Regions from separate parts of the Sus scrofa genome. Here region 2 is linked to region 1. The links are chromatin contacts, called in public HiChIP or PLAC-seq maps. All regions are on one chromosome and are shown on one strand. The core of a region is the stretch at or near the end of the contact, and the rest is flanking DNA. Distances in the headings are between cores, read along the strand shown. Region 1 has its middle 24 kb from the start of AFTPH. Region 2 overlaps VPS54 (vacuolar protein sorting-associated protein 54).

The links. HiChIP or PLAC-seq counts read pairs in DNA pulled down with a chosen protein or histone mark.
Region 2: an H3K27ac HiChIP or PLAC-seq map of alveolar macrophages shows a contact between it and region 1. The contact joins two enhancer-like sites. A contact is called at or near these places in 1 of 47 Hi-C or Micro-C datasets (embryonic fibroblasts) and 1 of 2 datasets of contacts at active chromatin or transcription factors (alveolar macrophages).

Annotation. Positions count from the first base shown.
Region 1 is chr3:77,443,077-77,450,613 of Sscrofa11.1, reverse strand. No RefSeq gene overlaps it. Among named protein-coding and RNA genes, the nearest start is that of AFTPH, 24 kb to the right of the region's middle. Within about 2 kb of position 3,188, at least 46 of the 83 cell types and tissues checked have an H3K27ac peak or open chromatin away from gene starts, as enhancers often do. A contact at or near this core is called in alveolar macrophages, where this site is marked.
Region 2 is chr3:77,961,522-77,969,058 of Sscrofa11.1, reverse strand. VPS54 (vacuolar protein sorting-associated protein 54) reads right to left here. Exons shown (of 23, transcript XR_002342640.1): 21 at 571-640. Among named protein-coding and RNA genes, the nearest start is that of UGP2, 65 kb to the left of the region's middle. Within about 2 kb of position 3,013, at least 1 of the 83 cell types and tissues checked has an H3K27ac peak or open chromatin away from gene starts, as enhancers often do. A contact at or near this core is called in alveolar macrophages, where this site is marked.

The sequences.
Region 1 (7,537 bases), core at 1,939-4,438:
CAGCTCCGACTCAGGATTTAATCCCTGGCCCGGGAACTGCCATATGCTGCAAGTGTGACCAATAAAAAAGAAGATGGCCAGCGTGGCCCTCACTCAAGGCTCAGATGGGGAAGCGTCCTCTCCCAAGCTCACTCAAGACCATCCCCCAAGTGGTCATTTCATTGGCAGGACTCAATTCCTTGTGGGCCACTGGGTTGAGAGTCTCAGTTCCTTGCCAGCTCTTGGCTAGAGGTGACCGTCAGTTCCTTGCAACATAAGCCTTCCCATAAGGCAGCTTATAACATGGCAGCTGGCTTCATCAGGGTGCACAAGGGAAAGGGGGGATCACAGACTTTGGTAAAATAATGTCAGAAAGGATATCCCATCACTTTTGTCATATTTTACTCATTAGAAGTAAGTCACTAGGTCAAGCTCACACTCGGGGCGGGGGGAGATTACATGAAGTCCTAGACACTAGGAAGTGGTGATCACTGGGGACCTAGAAGGCTGATTACCTCACTACCCTTCTGGTGAGAGCAACCTTCCTTCCTCTGTAAAGGCACATATGATTCTGGTACGACCTCTCTCCATAATACCTGCCCTCCCTGGTTTCTGAAGCCTAGATCCATGCCAAACACACACCTCAACAAATCCGAATGGGTTGATAAGCCCAATATATATCAGTCTCTCAAGCAGAGGAGCAGACAGTCTGATTGGGACAAGGACACACCCCTTGGTTTCACCGCCTCGTTGGGCATTTAGGAATTTTGTCAGGCGAAACTCTGATGTGTGTTTGTAAAACTGCTCCTCCAATGAAACCACCAATTGCTCAAGTGAAAAGTAATAATTCCTCACAACTGGCAGGGCAACCCATCAGTAACCAGCATGCAGCCCAGTGCTAACGGGTGCGGTGCTGCTGGTTTGGAAGCCAACCAAAGAGCCAGCCAGTAAACATGACGGTTGCCTGGGTACATAAACACCAAACCAGCTTCTCATCGCTTCATCCCCGAGACAGTCCAGTCACAGCATCCGTGACATCCACAAGCGGTTGCTTGTCAGCTCTTGTCAAATGCAGTGGCCAGAGCCAACCACCCCCAAAATGCAGATATTCAGGACAAAAACACAGAAGCAGCAGTTTTTATAAGAAGCTAGGCAGCGTTTGTGTGTGAGTATTCAGAAAAAGTGGTATTTTTTCTAAGGCGAGTATAAGACAAGGGCCTGTGTGAAAAGAGAAAATTTCTCTCCTTCTAAGACCACATTCTTTCCTCCAGCTAGAAGCTGGGCAGGACTGGAAGGGAAAATTTAGTTTGAATTTTGTACCCACCCGACTACAGAAAGGCCCTCTGGGGGACAGTCTGCTGGACTACATAGGGCTGACCACGTGGCACTTCATTTCTCACTTGTGTAGATCCTAGGGAAGCAATGCAAGTGCTTTTGGAATCTATAAGGAGAGCAGGGTAGGAAATGAGAAACCTTCGTGCCTAAGGTGGCATGAATAATGGGAACAAAAGATTTTAAATGCAAAGTTCAATCCCTTGTGTTGATTGGGATTCAACTCCAGGGCATAGTGGGGCTTTCAGGATTACAGTGGGTGGCCTCTTACATGAAAGGAATTCAGTGGAACTCTCTTACCCCCAATCATTGTCCCCATCTCATTTGTTTAGCTATACCAAGCCTGGTTCCCAAAAGCAATGTGTCCTCATCCTGTGTAGGCCTCAGGGGGCTACCAATGGTTTTTAAGCAAGAGAACTTCATCATCAAATATGACTTTCAGAGCATTGGAATCAGTGCTGAGGATGGAATTAGAGAAAACAGAGGTGACTAGCCATCCAGATGAATCCTAACCAGTGACTGTGGAGGAGAGAGGATAGAGATTATTTAAGAGATAGAATAATTAGGATTTCTTGGCTGGCTGAATGTGGCACAGAGTAAAAAAATAAAAAATAAATAGCTAGAAAGTTTCTTGTTTAGGAGATTTTGTGAATGATGACACCACCAAAGCAGACTAACAACATAGGAGGAGGAGCATTCTGCAAAAAAGGAGAGATAAAAAGCATGAGGAACACTTTAGTGAAAAGTGCCACATCATGATGTGTCCTGCTACAAGTGCAGGGGACAGATAATGTTGCTAACGAGGGTCACTTGTTGCCGCAATGGTTGGTTGTGAGTTGACCTCCAGCTGCATCCTGTGAGGTTGCTCTGTCTCACGTCCACGGCCGGTCTTACATGCAGATCTCGCCCCATGGCATGATCACTATGGCCATTAGAGGAACTCTGAGACTGTAGGAATGGGGCAGAACAGGCCTAGAGCCACCCTTAGAGACCCACCTAGGAGGCCTCTCCTACTGACAGTGGGCCTGGCGTATACCACTTTCATATGTTCTAAATATCTGGAATTTGGGCAGAAATCTGCGGTAGTGGGAAACTGAGCACACCAGGGTAGATATTCTGACTGTTGTGATCATCCTCAGGCCCTAATCAGACCTCCCAGCCTGAAGGATGAAGAGGGAAGAGGAGTCCTTTCCAAGCAGACTAGTCTTCTCTCCCCACCCCAAACACCTTCTACCCATGTCAGAGCCTCTGCTGCTTCTTCTTCCTTGCCCCCAAATTGTCTTCCTCCTCCACACTGGGCAAGTCTATTGGCCAGGCAGCTTCCTTCTGAATGGCAGTTACTGCCTCCCTCTGGACTTGATAGGCTGTTTGCTGCACAAATAGAAGGCTTTTGTTCAGCTTGGGGTTTTTTTTATATTGATTATTTACTTTCACCTTGTTTTAAATAAAAGTTTGAGGCACCCTGCAGTATAATTTTTTTTTTTTTTAAGATAATGGAAGGACTGGCGGATGCCTTGCTTGGGGCTGACTCCGAGGAGGAAATGTCGAGGCGCCCCCTTCTGGCAGGTTTTGCTCCTGCAGCCTTCTGCTCCGCCGAATGCTGCAGCTTTTGGGAGGCCCTGCGCTGTTTCACGAGGGAGAATCACCCAGCTTCAGAAAACGCTCTCGTTTTCTGAAACAGTGGTCAGTGTCTCCTGCTAGACTGACCATGTTTAAAATTCATTCCATCATTTTCTGCCCTTCTCTCTCACTAGTTCTTGCACAGATCTTCAAACAAATATTAATTTGTTCTTCCGTGGAACATTTCCTGGGCCCTGACGCTGAGGCAGCACTTTGCTAGCAGGGTGAGCTTTCAGGCGAATGAAGCGCACTCCCTGCCCCGGGAGTCCGGCATCAGCAGAGCTGCCCACTTTCGGTAGTAGAGCCCTCGCCAGCCCAGGCTGGGAACAACTCAGAGTAAAAGAGCTCCCCTGTCTAGGGCTCGGACTCAGGCCCGTGGGTAACTTTAGCGTCTATCTAGAATTTTCAGGAAATGGGCGTATTTAATCGGGAGTTACCTTCCTTGTTATCCTGGTCCTTCGTCTAGGCTGAGGCAGAACGAGGCTGCCCCCTGCAGGTGGGAAGAAAAGGTACGCATCCTGAAGGGGGCACTCCTAAGCTCCTCCTAGGTGACCTTCATCGCAGAAGCCTCCTTCCACTGGGCGGAGGTAGACTAGAGCAGCGATGCTTGCTCGACAGGTGAGCCGCAGACGAGCGGCAGGGGCAGCACCTGGGAACTTGTTAGAAAGGTGAATTCTCAGGTCTTACCCTAGTGCTACTGAAAGGCAACTCTGGGAGTGCTAAGTCCCCCCTTAGCAAACCCTCCAGGGAATTCTGATACACCTCAAGTTCGAGAACCACTGGTCGGGAGCGAGCAGCGTAGCCACTTCCAGAAGCTTCTAGATTGCTTGGCTTCGCGAGACTTCGTCTCTCCTGCCTCATATCAGCCTCAGAACCACAGCATTTCAGAGGTACCTACTGCATACCCCTTCCCTTTACAAATAAGAACAATGAGGCGCAAGGGCGTGTGGTTTGCCCAAGACAATCCTGTCAGGGATTCTCCCCTGTGCCTCCCAGATGACACCAGAGGAAAAGGGAGGCCAGGGAAGGTGACTCTCCCAGGGTTCCTAAGACCTACCTGCTCTGGGTTTGGGGGCTCTCTCCTTTCGCCGGTATGTCTCTCCCACGCCGGTGCCTGAAGTACCGGCAGCTGTAGACCCACGGGATGGGTCTCTCTCCATCCCTCGTCTTGTCTTGGGCGGGCGGTGGGGGGTTTGGGGGGGCGGCGTTGATGTTCCCTTCAGCCTTCTCCTTTGCGATTGCCATAGTCCTGCCTGCAACTCATTCAGAGACCAAACAGGAAGGGCCCGGCTGTGAAAGGATCACAGCAGGATTTGGTTTTGTTTTTTATCAATCTCCAGGATCTGTAACTACTTGTCAATCACAGAGAGGTAGGAAGCCACCAGAAAGAGGAAAACACATTCCCTCTCTGCGGGGTCATGGGGTACAGATAGATGTCTTTGCTGGTAAGTGCCAGTGTCTTTTTGGCAGGTTGGAATGAAGGAGATGCTCTGCCTTCCTCTCCTCGAAATGTCCAGATGCTGATTTTCTAGAAGGGTGGTGAGGGGAGGAGAAAGAGAAAAGGAGTTCCTTGGTGGCCTAGAGGTTAAGGATTTGGCATTGTTACTATTGTGGCTCAGGCTGGATCCCTGGCAAGGTCACACCAAGAAAGGGGGGGGGAGAATAGTATCTTTATTAATATGAGAATGTTTGTTAACATCATCAGAGGGGTTTGGTCCCCAAGAGATTATACCTTGAAGACACAGCTCTCTCTCAAAGACTGGTAAATTGATCAGCCCCTTTTCTAAGTGCTGCACTCAGCCACAGAGGGTCCTCCTGTACCTCTCCATTTATTATGGCCTTTGCAACAGGTCCAGTGCTCTTGTGTTTCAAGACATTACTACACATGCTCTTCTGCCCCTTTTCAGGTGGACAGGGCGGAAAGGGACTTTATACAAAGGAGAAGCTGCCCTTCTCACCCAAGGTGGAGGAGTCATTTTTACAGAGGCTTTAGTTGAATGCCGCACCTGAAAATATTGAAAAAGCACTGGGGGGAGATCAGCTAGTAATAGGAGGACTGTCCTTTTTCACATTTGCAGTGGGAGCTCCACTTCCTCTTGGGAGGTGGGCTTTGCACAAGTCTGTTCCACTCAGAGGAGCCTAGGCAGGTACTTGCAGCATGGCTGAACTTGGAGACTAAAATTAGAAGACATTCCATAAACATTAGGTGTTATCATTATTATTATTTTCATGGCCAAGTGTTGCCCAGCAGCTACCAGTTACCAGGCTGCTATATGAGCTGGAGAAATGAGTATATCCACAGCAGCCAGCCTGCCCTGAACTGGGGGCCCCGAACTGGGGACCCCCTCCAAATGTTTTGCTCTGGATAAGAACCCTGTGACCTTTCTGGGATGAGGAAAGGAATCCCTCAGAACGACGAAGACTGAATTTCTCTCCAGCCCTGCCAATGGGAACTCAGAGTCAGACTCTTATGATGATTTCAAGAAAATAATGTAGCTTTCTAACCTGAGATGATAAAATAATGCTCCTTCCCATCCCACCGAAAATTGAAAGAAAGAACCATCTAGACACACAATAGGGTCCTGGCATGAAAGATCTACTAAACATATCTAACTGCTGCAGATGAAATAAATATGACTTTGGAGAGGTGTGGAACAAGAGAGGTGGAAAGGCAAACAGGAGATGGGGTCAGGAAGAAGAAAAATGTACCAGCAAGGATCGTGTTGGAGGACATATCTGGAGATACTAGAAAATGACTATAAGTGCCTCTCCCTATAGGAGCCAGTCCTGAACACATGATCAGAACAACCAAGGTGGGAGCAGTAGACACCATACATCAGAGGGGCTGCTGGTGGCCAAGAGTGGCATGTGGCTCCAAGGAGCCAAGTTTGTCTGCAGTCAAAAATGTTTGAACTCCACAAATCAGCAGCCCTAAATGTGTTAGATTTCTGAAATGTTAAAATCCTGGAAAGGGATTTACTGCTCATCTAATCTGACCCCCTCCATTTCATAAGCGAGGAAGCAGAGACTCGGAAACATGAACCAGCTTGCCCAAAGTCACATTAAACTTGTCAGGATGCTTTCATTCACAGTGACAGAAACACAACTCAAACCAACTTAACATGCAAAAGGGAATGTATTGGCTGGTGTAACGGTGGGGACCACGACTGGTCCCCATGCCAGGGCTGAAACAGAAATTTGCATGTGAACAATTCTAGGATTTGTAGCAGAGACAAGAGGAGAAATAGACTGTTGTCACAGTGTACTGGGAAGATACAGGCAGGCATGAGGCAGCCTGGAATTTACAAGACTTTTATTAAAAACTCATTGTGGTCCATTTCCCAGAACAAAATAAATCAAACATCTGCTTTGCGGGAGGCAGGAAACTGCTTGCAACTCTAAGTGGCACTTTTTTTTCCAAGGACTTCTCAATAAGGGTCTAAAACAGAAGTTGTAAACTCATGACCCATGAACTAAATCAGATCTCCAGCTGTGTTTTGTCTGACCCACATACTGGGATATTTTTTTTAAAAAAAATTCATTTACTTAACAAATAAATGTGGAGCACTTGGTATGTGCCAACTACTATGCGAGTCTTTGGGCACACAAAAGTGAGCAACACAGGACCAAAAAAAAATCCTTACCTTCACAGACTTTGATTATAGTGGTAGGAAATGGGCAGATCAATCAATACGTTTTTAAAATTACTATTTATTTAGAAGATAATAAATAGTATGGAGAAGGAAAACTAGGGAAGGGCGAGGGAGTATAAGGTGGGAGGAAGATTGCCTTGTGGTTTTAAAGAGGATGGTCAGGAAATGCTTCACTGAGAAGGTGACATTTGGGCAAAGACACGAAGAGAAGAAGCAGGGAGCCTTGCAGGTGTCTAGAGGAAGAACATTCTAGTCTCTTCTCTTGATCAGGCTCTCCACTACTTCATTCATTTCAATGGCCTGCCAATCAGGTCCCTGAAGGCTGTTAAGCCCTTGTCACTACAAAGGCCAGGCTGTGGTCCTAGGGAAACCCGACAGCTCGGTGGCTTAATTTTACAGAAGATGTAATTCTTGTTCATGCAGAATCCGGCAGGGGTGGGGTGATTCTTCCAGGCATCTGTCCCTCATGAAGTGACTTCAGGGTCCAGTTATTTCCATCTTGTGGCTCTGCCATTTTAACTCGTGGGAACCTACAAGTGTTTCAACTTTTAGAGCACATGCGACCAGTGAGCCAGTAGGAGGGAAAGGTGAGAGGTTGGAATGCAGTAAAAATGGGAAGAGAGAGAGAATTTCCAAGTTGTCTTCCACTCCTGGATATGGTCTTGAATTTAGAGTAACTTTGGATTCGATTTGGAGTAGTTCTTTAGATTGGCTAATGCTCACTTGGGGTGAGTATTATCAATGTGCCTAAGTCCAGGAAGTAAGGGGAAACCTCCCTGTGGGCTCTGTGGTATCTGTTCAGAGCCCCAAAACAAAACCACATGCCCATTCCTCAGCCCAAGCAGTGCTGCATCCAAGAATGGACTAGAATGGACAGGACCCGCTGTCTTGGCTCTGACCGTAGCATCTGGGAGCCAACTTTGTCCCTCCCCTCTGCCCCCCACAGAAAGAAT
Region 2 (7,537 bases), core at 1,764-4,263, 520 kb before region 1:
GAGGGTGGATAGTTCATAGGTAGGAGGTCCCATTTTGCTATTTCCTGGCTGTGCCTACTACACATCATTTATGCCGATCCAACAGATATTAATGTTATGGCATATTAATTGAGTTACTTTATATGCCACCTCATTTTTAAGCCCATCACAAATTCCTCCCCTATCCAATTTGGATTATAATCATAGTAACATACTCTAATATTTTATTAATAAATGCTAATTTTGATTTTCAAACTAATAATGTAATAAATGATGTAAGTAGAAGCTGGGACCTCTGATGACCCAATGGACAAAGGAAAATCTGCTGTTTAAAATTACTGACCAAAAAAAAAAAAAATCACAGACCATACAGCAAAGCTATTATTGCTCTGCACTGTCAGAGTAAGGGGCACTTTGAAATCAGAAACATTATCCATGCTCCACAAATCAATATAACAACCAGAAAAAAATAATAATCATATTAGAATATGAGCTAAACCTAACTAGGCCAAAAGTACATTAAAAAACACTCTAATTTTGCATGCATATTATGTTATGTATAATGAAGTAGTTTTAGGAATTAGTACTCACTTGTGTTTGTTCTTCTGGAAGGAGATCAAATATAGCTTCATGCATTTTTGTCATTTGCTTACAAATATTCCTGAAACAGGCAGAAGGAACAGGAGCTTTCACCTCATACTGGCAGGGAAAAATAATGAGAATTATGTCCGTGTCCTTTGGATTGCATTTTGTCCCCTCTATTCCCTAAGACATAGTTTCTGTCCCTACACTTCTTAACTCTGATATAGCTGAAGTTCACACTATATCAGAGTTAAACTTACAGGGATACTCATGCACGTCTCAAGAACCTCTTGTTAAAAATCTTAATCGATCTTGAAAAAGCCAGCATAATTTAGTGGCTAAAAACTTAGGCTGCTTCTTTCCGTAAGATGGATTGCTTGGATTTAAATTCCAACTCTTAAAATTCTTAACTATATGACATTGGGTGAGTTACTTCTCCACACTGTGTATATTTCTCTATATCTCAAAGAGCTTGCTATGAGCATTTTTTAAAAAACGGATCATAAGAACACAAAAACAGTTCTTGATACAAAGAAGGTACTCAAAAAATGTTAGTTCCTATTCTGGCTCAATATACAATGATGAATCATTACAGTAGGCCCTCTAAATTAACAGATTATTTTTTAAACATGATTTTAAAAATGTGTTCAACATGATCATATCTGAAATCAATATAACTGATAGAATTAAAATGTTCTTTTTCTTTTGTAGGTGGGACAATATAGTAATCAATTTACCCTAAGGTTAAGAGAAGACTTTTTCAATGATCTGTACTTAATATTTTACTCATCTTATATTCAGAACAGTATACTAGTATGACTTGGACAATCACCTTTTGACCCACATTTTACAATTCGCAGCTTAATTTATATATCATTTTCATTTATAAGGAAAATTTGGACTAAATAATATTTTAGATGCACAAATCTTATATGGTTTATTAAAATGATGAGTTCCAATACACTGCTGCAGCAGGACCATGGAGAGGCTATGTTACTGCGCCAAGATAAGCAAAGTTGAAACCACTCAAGGATTTCTCTCCCTAGCCTAGAAATACATCCAACATTCCTTTATCTTATTTATTAATAACAGTTTTAAGATATAATTTGCATACCATAAAAATCATTCCTTTAAAGTGTACGACTGTTTCTTAGTAAACTCAGTTACACAATTATTCACTAACTTCTAAACATTTTCATCACCCCAAGAAAAAACCCCATTCCCATTAGCATGCATTCAGCCCCTGCAACCACTAATCTCCAGAAATGGAATCACACAACATGTGGCTTTTTGTGACTGGCTTCTTTCACTTAGCATGCTTTCAAGGTTCATCCATGTTGCAGCACCTGTCTGTACTTCACCCTTTTTATGGCTGAATGCTATTCCACTGCATGTTATACCATAGTTTATCCAATAATCAATGGACATTTGGGTTATTTCTACTTCTTGGCTATTATGAATAATAATGCCACAAACATTCATGTACAGGTTTTTGTGTATACAAGTATCAATTCTGAGTATATACATAGAAGTGGAATTACTGGGTCAAAAAACTCCACGTTCAATCTTTTGAGGAAAGGCCAATATGTTTTCCAAAATGGCTTTACCATTTTACAATCCCACCCAGCAGTATGAGGGTTCCAGTTTCTCCATATTCTCACCAACACTTATTATTGCCTTTTTTATTTTAGCCTTCTAAGTGGGTATGAAGTAGTATCTCACTAATATCCCGTTATCTTAACTACTCCCCTGTCCTAAGCTGCATAATATCCTCCTAAAATTCATGTCCATCTGGAGCCTCATAAGATCATACTGGACTAGAGTGGGCTCTAAATCCAGTGGGTGTCTTCATAGAATAAAGGAGAGGGAAATATAGACACAGAGACACACAGAGGGAAGAGGGCTATGTGACGACAGAGGCAGAATTGAAGCAATGCATCTACATGCCAAAGAATGCCAACAATTGACAATAAGCACCAGAAGCTAGCAAGAGGCAGGAAGAATACTTCTCTAGAGCCTTCAGAGGGAGTGTGGTGTAGGAACACTCTGATTTAGGACTTCTGTCCTCCAGAACTACAAGAGAATAAATATATGTGTTCTAAGCCACTCAGTTTATGGTAATTTGTTATGGCAGCCCTGAGAACTAGTACTCCCCCAAAACCTTCCTTCACCACTGCTTTCTCCATCTTACCATCACCACATATCTTCATTCACTTAAACTTGATATTGTACTTCTTAATTCTCAACCCTTAAAATCTGGTTCTTGCCACTACACAAGCTACCTTCCCTCCACTGTTAACAATCTTTCGAAACTTTTCTCTGGAAAAAAAAAAAAAAAATCACTAAAGAAGTCCTAAATTGCAAATTCAGTAGTTTTTCTTGTTCCCTTTCCTCATTGCTCTGCAGTACTACACATAATCTCACACTATCCTGGTGTAGTCCAAATGCTTTCCCAATTCTGCCCCTCCTAATCTTCCCCTTTTTCTATCTCCTGCCACCTAAGTGCAAAGTTATTTTAACATTAATCCCTGCTTGTCTTCCTCATTTTTCTCTTATTAATATCATTCAATCTCATGGCTTCTAATGTATCTAATGTATCTCTAGTCCTGAACTACTGACTGAGTTTAAGTCACACATTTATTACATGTTCCAGTCCATTATTGAGTTTACCATGAGCTGTCCCAAACCTTCTCCTCTTACTTATTTCAATTACTACTGCTGGTACTACAAATCCTGCTGGGTCACATAGACCTGAAACTTCCAACTCAGTTTTTATTCCTTCTTTTCTTTGTATTGAATTAGTGGCTAAGTCCCATCAAATATACTTTCCAATTATTTTATACATTAGTACTCTAGGTCAGAATTCCTCAACCTTTACACTACTGACACTTTGGGCTAAATAATTTTTGTTGTAGAGGCCTTCCTGTGTATTGTGTATTTTAGGATGTTCAGAGGTATCTTTGGCCTCTACTCACTAGTTACCAGTATCATCTGTGACAACCAAAAATGTTCCCAAGATTTCTGAATGTCCTCTGGGGACAAAACTGTCTCATTTGAGAAACCCTGCTCTAGGTGAGACCTTACTACTTCTCACCTGAAAAAAATACAGCATTTTAACAATATTAGTTAAATCCAGATATTAGTTCAACAAACATTTAATAAAATTCCTGGTACATGGTAAGCTCTAAATAAGTATTTTCTTGGGTGTGCATATGTATGTACACATGCACACAGGTTTGTACATGTATGTATGTGTATGTGCATGCTTGAATGAATGTGTCAGCCAGAGTATACAAAGATTAATCAGAGATAGTCCCTTTGGACAGCTGACTGTCTAAAAGTTGTTGTTGCAGAAAGTGAACAATGCATGCTACAAGAAGATGGGTGAAGGACATTTAGGTGACAGCCATTTAGATGGCTTCCTAAGCAGCACACTCAGGCTGCTGAGTCTTTAAAGGAAAAAAATTAAGTGAAAGAATTCCAAATAGAGGACGTGCCATATCACCTCAAATCCATTCTGCACACTATCTGATTAACCCTTTCTAAACTATAATCATGTGATTCATTAGCTTAAAAATTCTAGTTTTGTTTCTGTTTAAAATTTAGAAAACTTCAAGAGAATGTCATTACTAGCCTAACCACAAGAAAAAAACAGGAATAATTTATAAAATCATAAGTTTTCTTAAACTTATCAGAGAACAGAGGTCACAGGAACAAAGGGAACTAATTCCAAGGAGTGACAAGGCCCTCCGAGGAGAGAAAGGACACAGGAATCACTTCTGGCAAACATAGCAAGAGCAGGTTACCACCCCAGAAGCAAATAAAAAAACAACTAACATTTTAATGAATTCCCAAAGGCCAAGTGGACTACCACATGTTCAGAATGAGTGAGAACCCCAGCCACAAGGGGAGTTTGCACTCACTCAACAGCTCTCCATGGGCCTCCAGCAGGTGCTCACAAGCAACAGTGGGGTCAGGGAGGAGAGGGTCACTCCCAGTAACATAGGCAAGCAGAAGGTAAATTGGCTGCTACTCAGGAAAAGGAACAAATGCCAGCCACTCCCCCAAACCCTCCTCACATACAAAGCAAAAGCCTAAAGTCACTGAGAAGGGAGAAGGACTCCAAACTCTTTCATCCACAAGGTCACTGTGTGAGGGGTAGAAACAAAATATGCCTGGTCTTCAGGGAATGGAGAATAACACCTTAAGCCCAGGATCTTACATCAATCAAAGCAGAGGTTGGCTACCACTGGAGGTGGGGATGAGAACACTGAGAAGGCTCCACACCCAAGGACTCACATTACTTAATTTCAAGACTTGTAATAGTGCTATAGTAGTTAAGCCAGGGTGGTATTGGTGTAAAGACAGACATAAATCAATAAAGCAGAACAGAGTCCAAAAATAGGCTCACACAAAAAAAGCTGGCTGACTTTCAACAAAGGTACCAATGGAGAAAGGATAGTCTTTGCAACAAAAGGTATTGGAATTACATATGAAAAAGAGACACTGATTCATAATTTGTACTCTATAAAAATATCAAGGAGTTCCCATTGTACTGCAGCAGAAATGAATCCGCCTAGTAACCATAAGGTTGTGGGTTCAATCCCTGGCCTTACTCAGTGGGTTAAGGATCCGACGTTGCTGTGAACTGTGGTATAGGTTGCAGACTCGACTTGGATCCCAAGTTGCTATGGCTGTGGTGTAGGCTGGGAGCTGCAGCTCTGATTCAACCCTTAGCCTGGAAACCTCCATATGCCGCAGGTGTGGCCCTAAAAAGCAAACAAACAAACAAAAAATCAAAAAGAAATGGACCATGGACTTATATATAAAACCTAAAACAATAAAACTTCTAGAAGAAAACACTGGAAATTATCTTTATAATTTGGGTCACAAAAATTTACTGAGATAAGACACAAGAAGTATGAAAAACAAAAGTAAAAATGATAAAGTGGAATTCACCAAAAGTAAAAACTGCTCTTTTTATGACACTTAATAAAATGAAAAGATAAGCCACAGACTGGGAGAATATACTTACAATTCACATATTTAATAAAGGACTTATAACTAGTATATACAAAGAACTCTTAAAACTCAGATTATAATCCAATTTTTTTAAAGGAGCAAAAAATCTGAACACTTTACCAAAGAGAAATTGTGGATGGCAAAATAACACGTGAAAAGATACTCCACATAATAGTCATTATATAAATTAAAACCACTACGTGATATCACTCAATACAGACCTACTAGGAGACCAACATTAAAAAGCAAAGAGACAATAAAAGCGCTGGTGAAGAAAAAGAGGACCTAGAATTCTTATATATCACAAGTAGAATACAAAATTGTACAGTCACTTTGGAAAATAATTTGGCAGTTTTTAATAAAGTTACTATAAAGTTTTACATTTCTATACCAACATCAATACATTCCAAGGTACTTGCACAAAAGAAATGAAAACACCCACACCAAGATGTGACCATGAATGTTTATAGTAGCATTATTCATAAGAGCCAGAAACTTGAGGAAACCCAAACATCTATCAACTGATGAATGGATAAATAGTAGTACATCCATACAATGAATACTACTCCATAACAAAAAGGAACAAACCATTAACACATACTATAACATCCATGAATTTCAAAAGCATTATGCTAAATGAAAGGAACTTGGGACAAGAGGCTACACTCTGTATGATTCCATTTTATGGTAAATTCTGAAAAACTGTATGGAAAAAAATCAGATCAGTGTTTGTCATGGTGTTGGGATATCAGGAAATGAATGACTGTAAAAATGCCCAAGAGAATGTTTAACAGTGATGGAATGGTCCTATATCTAAATTGTGGTAGTTCCACTACTGTATACATGTTAAAATTCATCACAGTATATATACTTAGAAAGGATGAGTTTTACTGAGTGTAAACTGTACCTCCATAAGCTTGCCTTAAATTGCTTAGCTTTCCACTGGCAGTCAAAGCTATCCACTATCTTTAGATCTTTTTTTTTTTTTTTTTTTTTCCGTCTTTTTAGGGCCACACCTATGGCATATGGAAGTCCCCAGGCTAGGGGTTGAATTAGAACTGCAGCTGCCAGCCTATACCACAGCAACAGCAACTACAGATCTGAGCCACATCTCCAACTACACTGTTCCTGTGGCAACACCAGATCCTTAACCCACTGAGCAAAGCCAGGGAATGAACCTGCATCCTCCTGAATACTAGTTGGGCTCTTAACTCACTGAGCCACAAAAGGGAACTTCTCCACTATCTTTCCAACACATCTCCTGCAATTTACCCACCATCATGCATTAGTTAAGTGGAATTATCTTTATTAACAACAATACCAAAAGCATTAGCAGCAACATTTACTGGAACTGGCTTTAGTCACAACACATGATAAAAGAAAAGTGCTCCACGTACCTTATCTCATAAATCTTCACTATAACTTTAAGAGGTTTTATTACCATTCCCATTTAGAGATGTAAACTGAGGCTTAAGGAGATTAATAATTTGCCCACAGTCCTTCAATGGCTAATCGGTGACAAACATGCAGGCTGAACTTAGGTCCACCTGACTCCAAAACTCGACACTAAACTTCCTTCTTATGACTCCTACCAACATGACTGCTCATGCTCAGAGCCTCTCTTCACCTCAACTTCATTTGCTCCAATAATTCCCATCTTTATTTATTTATTTGTTTTTTGTCTTTTTAGGGCCACACCCGCAACATATGGTAGTTCCCAAGTTAGGGGTCTAATTGGAGCTGTAACTGCCAGCCTACACCACAGCCACAACAACGCTAGATCCAAGCCACGTCTGTGACCTATGCCATAGCTCACAGCAATGCTGGATCCTTAACTCACTGAGCAAGACCAAGGATCAAACCTGCATCCTCATGGATGCTAGTCAGGTACATTTCTGCTGAGCAACGACAGGAACTCCTATACCTATATTTAAGAGCAAGAGTTATATGCATG